Linked DNA regions of Sus scrofa: regions 1 and 2 are each linked to region 3. Evidence: chromatin contacts called from public Hi-C and HiChIP or PLAC-seq data. All regions are on one chromosome and are shown on one strand. The core of a region is the stretch at or near the end of the contact, and the rest is flanking DNA. Distances in the headings are between cores, read along the strand shown.

Region 1 (3,656 bases), core at 152-2,651, 93 kb after region 3:
ACAAAAAGAGAACATGGAGAAATTAAAATGCCTTGGTTGTTATTAATTAGCAATTTTAAATAGCCTTACTTAATAGCTAACATTTATATGGAGATGATGGACAATTTAAAATGCAGAATGATAAAAGAATAATCTTAAATTACTCCCCATTTACTGTATTCAATTAGGTTCTGATCCCACAATGCGAGAAAAAAAAATTGTGGCAGAGAGAGGAAAAGGAAGTTATCATGCTTTCCTCTACTTAGATAGTAAAATTTCAAAAGAAATAATGTTACCTAAAAGTAAATCAATAATCGTTCTAACTAGGTGGCCATTTTAGGTCAAAAATTGTATTTCTGAGATCTCATTTTCTTGGCACACAATTACTGTTTACAATTAAGCTAAAAACTTGTTCTGGTATTTTATGACATCAGGAAAATTCTTTCCTCTCCAGGCAGAATGCCAAAAACAACTACAGCTAAATGCCTGGGCCTTCTGCTTCTCAGAGAGACGATTCTGTCCTGTTTAATCTAAACTAGCTTTGCCATGAGAAAGGCAGAAAACTTCTTTTGTTTTCGTGAATAAAACATAAACTATTCAGAATTTGAACTGCCAATGTTAAAATTCTAAACGATGGAAGAATCTCTATTGGTTCTGGCAGAATATTCATTAGAAAACAAAACAGGTTGCATAAGACTTTTGACACAATTTCTTAATGGGTATGAGAATGTAAGGTTTCTTTTCAAATAAACCATGTTAACATTATAAATCTAATGGCAATATATATCACAAAATGTCAAAATCTGAAAAAGGGCAAACAAGCACATTTCATTCATAGCTATGCAACATTCATTCATATAATTAGAAGTGAAATCTTGTTTTTATCCATTATTTGTCTTTCTACTTTTGATATGTCAGAGAATTTAATAACAGAAGGCTGAGAGAGAGAGATCGAGAGCGCCGGAGGCAGAAAGATGTACAGTGAATACTTACCTTCCTCCCCAAACTGATCATATATTTCTCTCTTTTTAGGATCACTCAATACTTCATAAGCTTCTGCGACCTCTTTAAATTTTTCCTCCGCCTGAGGAGATTTGTTCTTGTCCGGATGAAATCTGAGGGCTTGTTTTCGGTAAGCCTTTTTAATATCTTCATCTGAAGCTCCTTTTTCAATTCCCAAAATGCAATAATAGTCTTTCCCCATTTCGAATGCCTTGAAATGAACTTAGATTTCCCTTTGTGACAGAAAACAGCGTCCCCAGTCTCAGCAATACAATGATTCTAAGAAAAAGAAACCCAGCTGGGTATTTTAAAAGTTAAAGCAAATCAGCAATTCAGCTTCGCTGTCTTAAAGCGGCAAGCAGGCAGCGTCTCCGTATTTAATTCCTTCCCCAACAGCTCACTTACAGATAAATATACACTACACGGGAGACGGCCTCCTTCTAGATCCTCCCATTTTCACTACGTGTCTCTGTACTTTCTAGAACAGCAAATGCTACGGACGTCACTTCCCCAGCTGCCTCTAGTCAAAGTACTCGGCTAGGTTTTCTCCTCCTCCACGATTAACTATTCATTTTCCTTCTGGCTCTACCATTTTTATTTCCTTTTTAGGAAGCCAAGCGGATTAAGACACCAATATTTCAGCATTTATTTATTCCATTCTAGGTGACAAAGCAACAAAAAAATCATTACAGCTGTTAAGCATCTTAACATTACAATGTTAAAATTACTATACAATAAAAGTACCTTGAACTTATTTTAGGTATTTTAATTTCAAGTTATTCAAATGTAAGACAGACAATACTAAATATGGTTTAAAACTGTCGATAATTTGTGTCATTTTCAAACTTCCTAGGGTCTGCTAATCAAAAATGCCAGAAATTTCACATCGTAAAAGGCTATAGATTATAAATATCAAAAGCAAAAATTTTAAATAAGGACTTAAATGTGATTGTAGCTGATGATCTTAACTAGTTTTTTTGTAGTATACAAGAGTTAATAGTTCAGGCAAACTAATGCTTGTGAAAGCTTCATACCTAATTTTAGTTACTTCAACTAAAACAGAATGAGATCTGCCCTCCCCATTCCTAGGGTCACCATAAGAATTTTTATGCTGCTTCAGTAAAGCTAGAAGACAGGTTGCAGACAGTCAAAACTCTTAACCAGATCAGTTTAAAATCTGGATATGCTATTTATGAGGCAGAAATATGAGAAATATTTTTCCTTGAAAAACACATTTTCCCTTATTATAAATATAATTACTCATTAAGATTTTAGAAAACACAGAAAGAAAAAAGAATAAAATAAAAACTTTCCTATCATACCGTTTTAGGTAAACCCTGCCAAATGTTAGTATATTTCCTTCTAATCCCTTTTTTCTGTAACTATTCATGGTTATTTTTGTCGTTTTGTATTTGTTTTTTTATAACAAAGTTTATGTCATATATCATTTATGTACTCTTTTGATGCCTGCTTTTTAAAATATAAATGTTGGGTATTTATAAGAAATATTTTCAATGTCTGTAACTCATCTTTTATCTCCTATTTGGTTTCATTATCTTTTCAGAAATGTTCCCAATTCTAATATGATATTGGAAAGATGAATTACTAAGATGTCAAAAGAACTGCACAGAGCATTATACATAAATATCTTGTCTGTAAAATTGAAAGACAAAAGAACATTTATCAGAAAAAGTAAACATACATATACATATAGAGTATAGTGGAAAGGTAATGATCACAGGTTAATCTTTAAAGATTCGAGAACACCTACTCTATAGACCAAGCAGCTTTACATTAGTGATTCAGCAATTCTTTCATAATGTTTACTTTTGTGCATTTTGACAGCTAGGATTTGCTCTTTCTCAAAACTCTCTACTTTCAAAACACCTTGGTATAAAAATAAATAATATCTATCCAGCCTACTTAAAAGTTACAGAGGTTTGTCAGCTATTCAGCAAAAATTTTAGTCCCACCAAGGAATACTCAATGTCAAAAGATAAACTTTCAAATTGAAAAACCTTACGGAAAAATGCTAATATCCAAAATCACCATAAGATGCCTACTTTTTTTCTTTAAAGCATATTGCAAGTTGGAATCCATTGCAAGGATCAATATCGAGAGTAGAGTAAAAATATAATAAAGATAATCCATTCTGGAATTAATTTCCAAGACAGTTCCTTTAAATATTCATTATTGAAGAACACTGGTATTACTGTCTATGAAAAGTCTGAATTGTTCTGGTGGGTAATGTTGAGAATTTTTTAAAAAGTAGATTCTTATCTGATTCAATCATTTTCAGAGAGGTAGAAATATTGTCATGAGTGGACATTTAATGATTTTGTAAGTTCCCAGGCTAGGGGATCAATGAGAGCTGCAGCTGCTAGCCTACGCCAGAGCAACGGGGGGGATCCGAGGCATGTCTGTGACCTACACCACAGCTCAGGGCAACGCTGGATCTTTAACCCACTGACCAAGGCCAGGAATCGAACCTTCATCCTCATGAACACTAGTCAGGTTTGTAACCCACTGAGCCACAACAGAAACTCCAACATATTAAATGATGTTAGAACCCAAAGACTAGATCTTTCTTTCACATTCTGATAAATGTACTACATAGTAACAATCGGAAAGAAATCTAGCTCTTCACACACAGAAGGGTAATTTCATATTTTTTT
Region 2 (3,259 bases), core at 368-2,867, 120 kb after region 3:
TAGAAATGGAGGTCTTTACTTAGTTTTAATATTTAGAGACAACTAAAACTGTGGTATACACGAACTAAAGTTTATCTCTCTGGTTAACACTATGTTGATTAAGACATTTGTATATAAGTCTAATTAGTAAAATATGAAAAAATCAATTACCAATTAATAAATGTCATTTATTGGGCAGACTAAAACAATTGAAAAAATACTATTTAGTAATACCACCCAATGCTGCTTTTAGTTGGTTTTTTTTTTTTTACCAGTTATGCTTAAATCTGTAGTCCAATAAATTCACTGCTTTCCCAAATACAAATTTCCCCCAAATCTAAATAGATGGCTATGCACAATTAAAAAGATAATCAGAGCTATAAATGGATAGGATGGTAAGAAAAGCTCATTAGAGGGAAATGATGCCCCACGTGTATCTCTGTGCATGTAACTGCTTGGTTATCTGACTTATTTTAGTCCTTGAGCAAGTGAACCCAGTAATTTTAAGTATCAAGAAGACTGCAGCACACAGTTCTCTCTACTCATCACCAGCAATGGGACAAGTACACTTTGAAACCTAATTCACAAAACCCAAAACACTTTACTTGGTAAAGTTCACTTTACCTCATTCTTTGTCCCCTCAAAGGAAAGAATTTAGGGGTAAAAAATCACTGCGATCGACTCCTAAAGCATCCTAATGAGTCTGAAACTACTACCATTAAATTATATGCTACGACATGAGCTGAAGGTCTGAAGGAACGTCGGAAATTACCCAGTAACTGAAGTAGATAACAGAAAATACAAATAATAACAATCGTCATCATCATCTAGCCCTGGGACGGCAATACAACACATTATATTTGAAATCTCACAGGCTGCAGCTGGGGAAAACTATTTCTAAGAAGCCATATGGTCAATTTTGGTCAGGAAATGGATGCTGTTCTCAACTTCAAGGAGCTCAGTAAAAGTGGCCAGGGATACGTACACACACACTAGGTTACAAAACCTGTTTAAAACTGAGTTTTAGGAACAATCACGGTAAGGTAAAGAAAAAGGCAATCATAACCTCAGAGCCTCACTCACATTATTTGCACAAAACCTTCGAAATAAGCTCCAGAACTAAGGCCCCCACCCTGAATTCATCCCCTCTTGTGATAAAACTAAGAAATCTGACAATCTACAAGTAAAATACAGGGACACTTTACTACCCTGAAAATCACGCCGCGTTCCCGCTAGGCCGGGCAGACGTCTTCCGGAGCATCATCGCGCCGCGTAGCTCGCCCAATTCTCCCAGGTGCACTTCTGGAGGCAGCGCTCTCAAGAGTCACTGTTGCGCTGTCGTTACGCCTATCGACGTCATCCCTTCCCCGTGGATACACTGCACGACCCTCGGAGGGAAACCCACCCACACTACTTCCCTGAGCCGGCGACTGATAAGAAACTACTCCTTTTCTTCGGGCTTTCCAAAACTCGAACCATTGGCGCCCGCACTGCCAGTCTTACCCACCGCCCCCGTGTGACCACCGCACAACTTCAACCTAAGAACACAAAGAGGAGGTGCCTAAAGGACCCCCATTCTCGCGAAACCTAAAGACAATTCTCGCGACATCTCGCTGCCTTCGCCCTCCCCAGCCCCACCCCCATACCAGCTCGTAGCCTCAAAACACCGCGAGATTTTCTCCTTTCAGTCTCCGCCCCTTTACGGCACGATGGTCGCACAAGAATGTGATACAGCCTCGACGGCCGCCATTTTCTTTCTTTCTTAGCAGTTGGCAGAGGGGTCTCTACGAAGAAGCGGTAGCGGCCACTGTAGTGTAAGCATGGCAGATTATTCAACAGTACCTCCACCCTCCTCTGGCTCAGCTGGTGGTGGAGGCGGCGGCGGCGGCGGTGGAGGAGTTAACGATGCTTTCAAAGATGCGCTGCAGCGAGCCCGGCAGGTAAGTCAGGACCGCGCGGCGGGATCCCGATAGCTCACGGTAATTGGCCGCTGGCTGAGTAGGCCGCTACTTCGCGCCTGAGCGAGAGAAGTGCCCTTCCGGGCTCTGAATTGTGAGAAGTCTCCCGTTTCCCCACGTTGGTGTTGCCGACGAGAGGCTGGAATTCGGTTTTGTGTCCTCGGCGTTTAAGCCACTTGGAACCCCGACGCGAACTACGCGAAGATGGCTTTAGGTTTTTCTCCCGCTTCTGCGGCACTCACGCTTTTTTCTCCAAGGAGTTAAGATTTCCTTTTTCTCAGAGTGAACATCATCCTCCATGGGATAAAGCGCGCGTAGTTTTACACAATAGTGTGGAAGCTTCTGGTAATGAGTTTGGCAAAGGACTAGGGTCCGTCCGCAGGAGCCATAGTAAGGAAAGGTATCTGTCATTAAAGCATTTTTTAGACTTTCCAGCCCATTCGAGCTCTCTCGCAATTAATCTTTCGGTGGCCATAAGCTTTCACACCTACAAGAATTATGAGAGCACTGGTATCCCGGGTTGGAATCCCTCCTCAGGGCGGGATTGACTTGTCTTCTACCGTTCCTTCTCTCTTATTTCTCAAAATGGCTTCAGGCCCATTATACCCGAAGTTTCAATTTGAATCTACCTCTCAGTTCGGAGTCGTAAACTGAGCAGACCTCTTTGTATTACGTAGGTGCGTACATTTGCCCTGAAGTCACTTCTTTCCTAAGCGAAAGCTGTTTTAAAAAAAAGTATGTTGTGCTCCAGGATGTAATTTGAACTTTGCCTTCGTTAAATTCCCTTAATATAATTGTAACTTTAGAATATTGTTGGTGTGGACTTGGTGTTTAAGCAACAGTAAGAATCTTGTTAAGACCCAATGCACATTAGGTGCTAGACGCTTTTTGAGTAGGCTGTTAAACTAATGGTAATCAGAAACTAATCTTGTGGTGTATTTTCATTGCATTAGAAGTTGACTTCCTTAACCTACTTTTCACCCTCCAGTTGGTTAAAGGATTGTTTGAGTCAAAATCCATAAAATCTGTAGTAATGTAGCAAATTGCCCGTACTTTTATAGTATGAACATATTAATAAAAATGTACCTGTGCTTGTTTATAATCAAAAATATTCCAGAGTCAACAGAAAGACATTAATAAATACTAAGTCTGTGATTTCTTCACTTAATATTTATTTTTTCTGAACAAGTTTAGAATAGCAACTGAAACATTTATCATGACAGGGACTCTGTTAGACGGGTTTTATTATAGATTGGATTGGTAGACTCACCTGAATTATGTTATTCAACTAGCATGTTAAATTAAATTGTGCCACACAATGT
Region 3 (3,656 bases), core at 958-3,457:
CCAGCCTATACCACAGCCACAGCAACATCAGATCCTTAATCCACTGAGCAAGGCCAAGGATGGAACCTGAACCCTCATGGATACTGGTCGGATTCTTAACCCACTGTGGAAGAACAGATTAGCAGAAGATGCTCGCTCAGCACAGAGTTTCCAAAAGAACACCTAAAGCAAAAGGTGAGGTCAGTCTGCCACCAGCACTGTCCAGGATTCTTCACTGCCCAGCTTGGAGTCAGGTACAGACCTACAGTGGTCAAGACGGCCTCAGCCTGGGAGTTCCCTGGTGGCCTAGTGGTTAAGGATCCAGCGATGACACTGCTATGGCTTGGGTTCAATCCCTGGCCCAGAAACTTCCACATGCTAAGGGTACAGCCAAAAAAAAAAAAAAAAAGGCAGCCTCAGCTTCCTGATACTAACCTTTGAGATAAATAGTCTGACACCCCTTACTCTCTCTACAACACCCCCCACCCCCTGCGATTGCACCAAGCAACCTACAATTTGTCTTCCCATCTAAATGTCCTACATTCAGCTATAATAGAAACAATAAAAATCTTTAAACAATAAAAATAAAAAATGTCCTACAGGGTGAGAAAGGAAGTGCTCAACTTTTCGGCCACTACCTACACATTTCTTGTGGTAGATAACACGCTGGCATTCTAACTTATTGCCAAATCTTTTGTCAGTTTGGTAAGCGTGACATGCCCCTGGGAAATTGCAAATGTCTGGATACACTGAAGAAATATAAAGGGTTTCTGGGACATACGAAGCTCAGGACCCCAGACACTGAAACATGGGGACTTCACGGAGGGGTTGCTGTCCAGGCTTGAGAAGTTGGCCAGCTTCCCTAGATGATGTCACTACTTACCTGGCCCTGACCTGCAACACCAGTAGCTAAAAGGGAAAATGTAATGTGGAGTGGAAGATGTTTTAAGATAGGCTTTATTTTATTTATTTATTTATTTATTTTGTCTTTTTGCCTTTTTTAGGGCCACTCCCATGGCATATGGAGGTTCCCAGGCTAGGGGTCCAATCGGAGCTGTAGCCACTGGCCTATACCAGAGCCACAGCAACATGGGATCCGAGCCATGTCTGCGACCTACACCACAGCTCACGGCAACACCAGATCCTTAACCCCCTGAGCAAGGCCAGAGATCGAACCCACAACCTCAGGGTTCCTAGTCAGATTCGTTAACCACTGAGCCATGACAGGAACTCCAAAATAGGCTTTATTTTTTAAAGCGGTTATAAGTTCACAGCAAAATTAAGACAGAGATCTACACACCTCCTGCCCCCACATCTGCATTAGCTGCCCCATCATCAAAACCCCCACCACTGAGGTACTTTCACTATCATCAATGAACCTGCAAGGCAAGGAACATCATTATCCCCTAAAGTCCATAGTTTACAGGATGGGTTTGGAAAATGACATATATCCTTCAGAGTAATTTTGTTGCCCTAAAAATTCTCTGTGCTCTGCCAATCCCCCGATTTTATTTTGTTCTTGCTTTTTCAGGGCTGTACCCTTGCAGCATATGGAAATTCCCAGGCTAGTGGTCAAATCGGAGCTACAGCTGCTGGCCTACACCACAGCCATAGCCATAGGGGATCTGATCTGCTTCTGCGAGCTACACCACAGCTCACGGCAATGCCGGATCCTTAACCCACTGATCGAGGCCAGGCATTGAACCTGTGTCCTCATGGATACCAGTCAGGCTTGTTTCCACTGCGCCACAATGGGAACTCCCTGATTGTGTGTTTGTTTTTTAATCATGTGTTTGTCATCTCCTCCAGAGTGTTATCTCAAAACTAACCACTTGGTGGCACCAGAACAGAAGTTAAAATTTAAGTTCTGGCTTGGCCCAGCTTCTAAGAAAGGCAGTTTTCAATGGCGGAAGAAGCAGAAGCCATGTTTCTCTACGATCCTGATTCAGGGAAGTAAATCAACCTGTTTGTACATGAAAACAGGCAGGATGGTCCTGTTTTCCCACAGGGGGAAAAAAAGTTCTGTGTGTTTTCAATGTTTTGAAATGTTTTGAATCTGGCCTTCTTTTAGGGTGCTGGCCTGTCAAAGCTTGTCTAACCAACCAGGCCAAACCCTAAATCAGTCACTTCTCATGAATGGATTGGCATGAGGCTTCTCCTGGGGCTGAATGATGAGAGGGATATGGTTCACACGGTAGGCACTGGTAACTGGCCTGAGCTTGCTGGGCTCAGTAGACTCAGGGCCCCCCCTGCTGTGTCCTCAGGACACAGGACACTCCCACAGCTGGCTCAGACGTCACCAAGAAGCAGTCACATTTGTTCCCAAACCCTTTTGTGGCAATTTTATCTGTTACTCTAATTACATAATTTAATTTAAAAGTACGTGAGCTGATGAAACAAGTGTGAAACAGGAGTTATTATTGCTAGGAAAACTAGGTTAACTGCTTTGGAAAGACTCCATAAGGGTGAGTTGCAACAACAACAAAAAAAAAAGCAGGGGGGCGTGGACATGATAATGCTGGAAGATTAGGAAAAATCTTTAAACATCCAGCATTTCTCAAATCTGGCTTTTAGCTAGGAAACAGAACCCATAGATATGCATTAAAGTTCTGATTACAAAAAAAAAAAAAGAAAGAAAAACTTTGTAGAACTCCAGTTTGTGTCTTCTACCCAAAGAGCCTTTTACATCCAAAGAGTCTTAAAACAATGTATACGTATTTTAAAACAAAATGTTTATATACACCTCTATCATTCTTTAATACCGCCCCGCACTTTTCTTCCTTTCTTTTTCAGCCATGTCAGCAGCATGTGGAAGTTCCCAGGCCAGGAATCAAAACCGAGTTGCAGCTGTGGCAGTGCTAGGGATGGAACCTGCGCCTCAGCAGCAACCCAAGCCACCACAGAAACAACACCAAATCGTTAACCCAGTGTGCCACAGGGGCATCTCCTAATACCCTTTTTATTTTATTATTTTATTTTATTTTTTGGTCTTTCTAGGGCCGCACCTGCAGCATATGGTAGTTCCCAGGCTAGGGGTCGAGTCAGAGCAGCAGATGCCAGCCACAGCCACAGCCACAGATGATCCAAGCCGCATCTTGCAACCTCCACCACAGCTCATGGCAATGCCGGATCTTTAACCACTGAGCAAGGCCAGGGATGGAACCTGCATCCTCATGGATACTAGTCAGGTGCATGACTGCTGAGCCACAACGGGAATTCCATTTATACCCTATTCTAATTGGCATTTTCAAGAAACAGACCAACCCCCAGTCCCTGCTTCATGGTGAAGGTCAGTAGAGACAAGGGGAAATGAAGATGGCAGCAGGGCATCAGCCTCCAGTCCCACCCTGCGCCCCAGGGAAAGAGGACCGATACCAGCCAAGGCCCCATCTTTAGGTGGAGCGCAGGCAACGTAGCTTCGATCCCCAACTAACAGGGGGACAGTGGGGAGGCTGGGCATTCTGCCTCTGCTCAGAACAAGGTCTGACTCTGCTCCCATGGGGCCCGAGATGGCCTGGCGTACCCATCATCAAGGGGGCACACGTGGACACAGCCATGTCCGAGAGCTGGATACAAGAGGACAAGAGAGGGACTTTAGAATCAGAACCTGAGTTAAAACACAGCTTCTCCATTTACAAATTGTAAGGACTGGAGGAATAAGGCCGTCTCTGTACAAC

Evidence for each region. A called contact is a pair of places that touch in the nucleus more often than the background predicts. HiChIP or PLAC-seq counts read pairs in DNA pulled down with a chosen protein or histone mark.
Region 1: a contact with region 3 is called in a Hi-C map of liver, with 5 times the contacts expected there. The contact joins two enhancer-like sites. A contact is called at or near these places in 18 of 47 Hi-C or Micro-C datasets (adipocytes, embryonic fibroblasts, fetal liver and 9 more) and 1 of 2 datasets of contacts at active chromatin or transcription factors (skeletal muscle).
Region 2: an H3K27ac HiChIP or PLAC-seq map of skeletal muscle shows a contact between it and region 3. The contact joins the promoter of FUBP1 here to the enhancer-like site in region 3. A contact is called at or near these places in 2 of 5 promoter capture datasets (fetal liver and liver), 16 of 47 Hi-C or Micro-C datasets (adipocytes, brain, embryonic fibroblasts and 8 more) and 2 of 2 datasets of contacts at active chromatin or transcription factors (alveolar macrophages and skeletal muscle).

The regions. Positions count from the first base shown.
Region 1 is chr6:135,254,035-135,257,690 of Sscrofa11.1, forward strand. The region is part of intron 1 of DNAJB4 (dnaJ homolog subfamily B member 4); the gene reads right to left. Among named protein-coding and RNA genes, the nearest start is that of DNAJB4, 26 kb to the right of the region's middle. Within about 2 kb of position 1,402, at least 67 of the 83 cell types and tissues checked have an H3K27ac peak or open chromatin away from gene starts, as enhancers often do. A contact at or near this core is called in fetal liver, fetal skeletal muscle, liver and 4 more, where this site is marked.
Region 2 is chr6:135,279,857-135,283,115 of Sscrofa11.1, forward strand. It overlaps FUBP1 (far upstream element-binding protein 1), which reads left to right and starts at 1,618. Exons shown (of 20, transcript XM_021096436.1): 1 at 1,618-1,919. The coding sequence starts at 1,800. It overlaps DNAJB4 (dnaJ homolog subfamily B member 4), which reads right to left and starts at 1,520. Exons shown (of 3, transcript XM_021096446.1): 1 at 1,188-1,520.
Region 3 is chr6:135,160,649-135,164,304 of Sscrofa11.1, forward strand. The region is part of intron 3 of GIPC2 (PDZ domain-containing protein GIPC2); the gene reads right to left. Among named protein-coding and RNA genes, the nearest start is that of GIPC2, 55 kb to the right of the region's middle. Within about 2 kb of position 2,208, at least 37 of the 83 cell types and tissues checked have an H3K27ac peak or open chromatin away from gene starts, as enhancers often do. A contact at or near this core is called in alveolar macrophages, fetal liver, fetal skeletal muscle and 6 more, where this site is marked.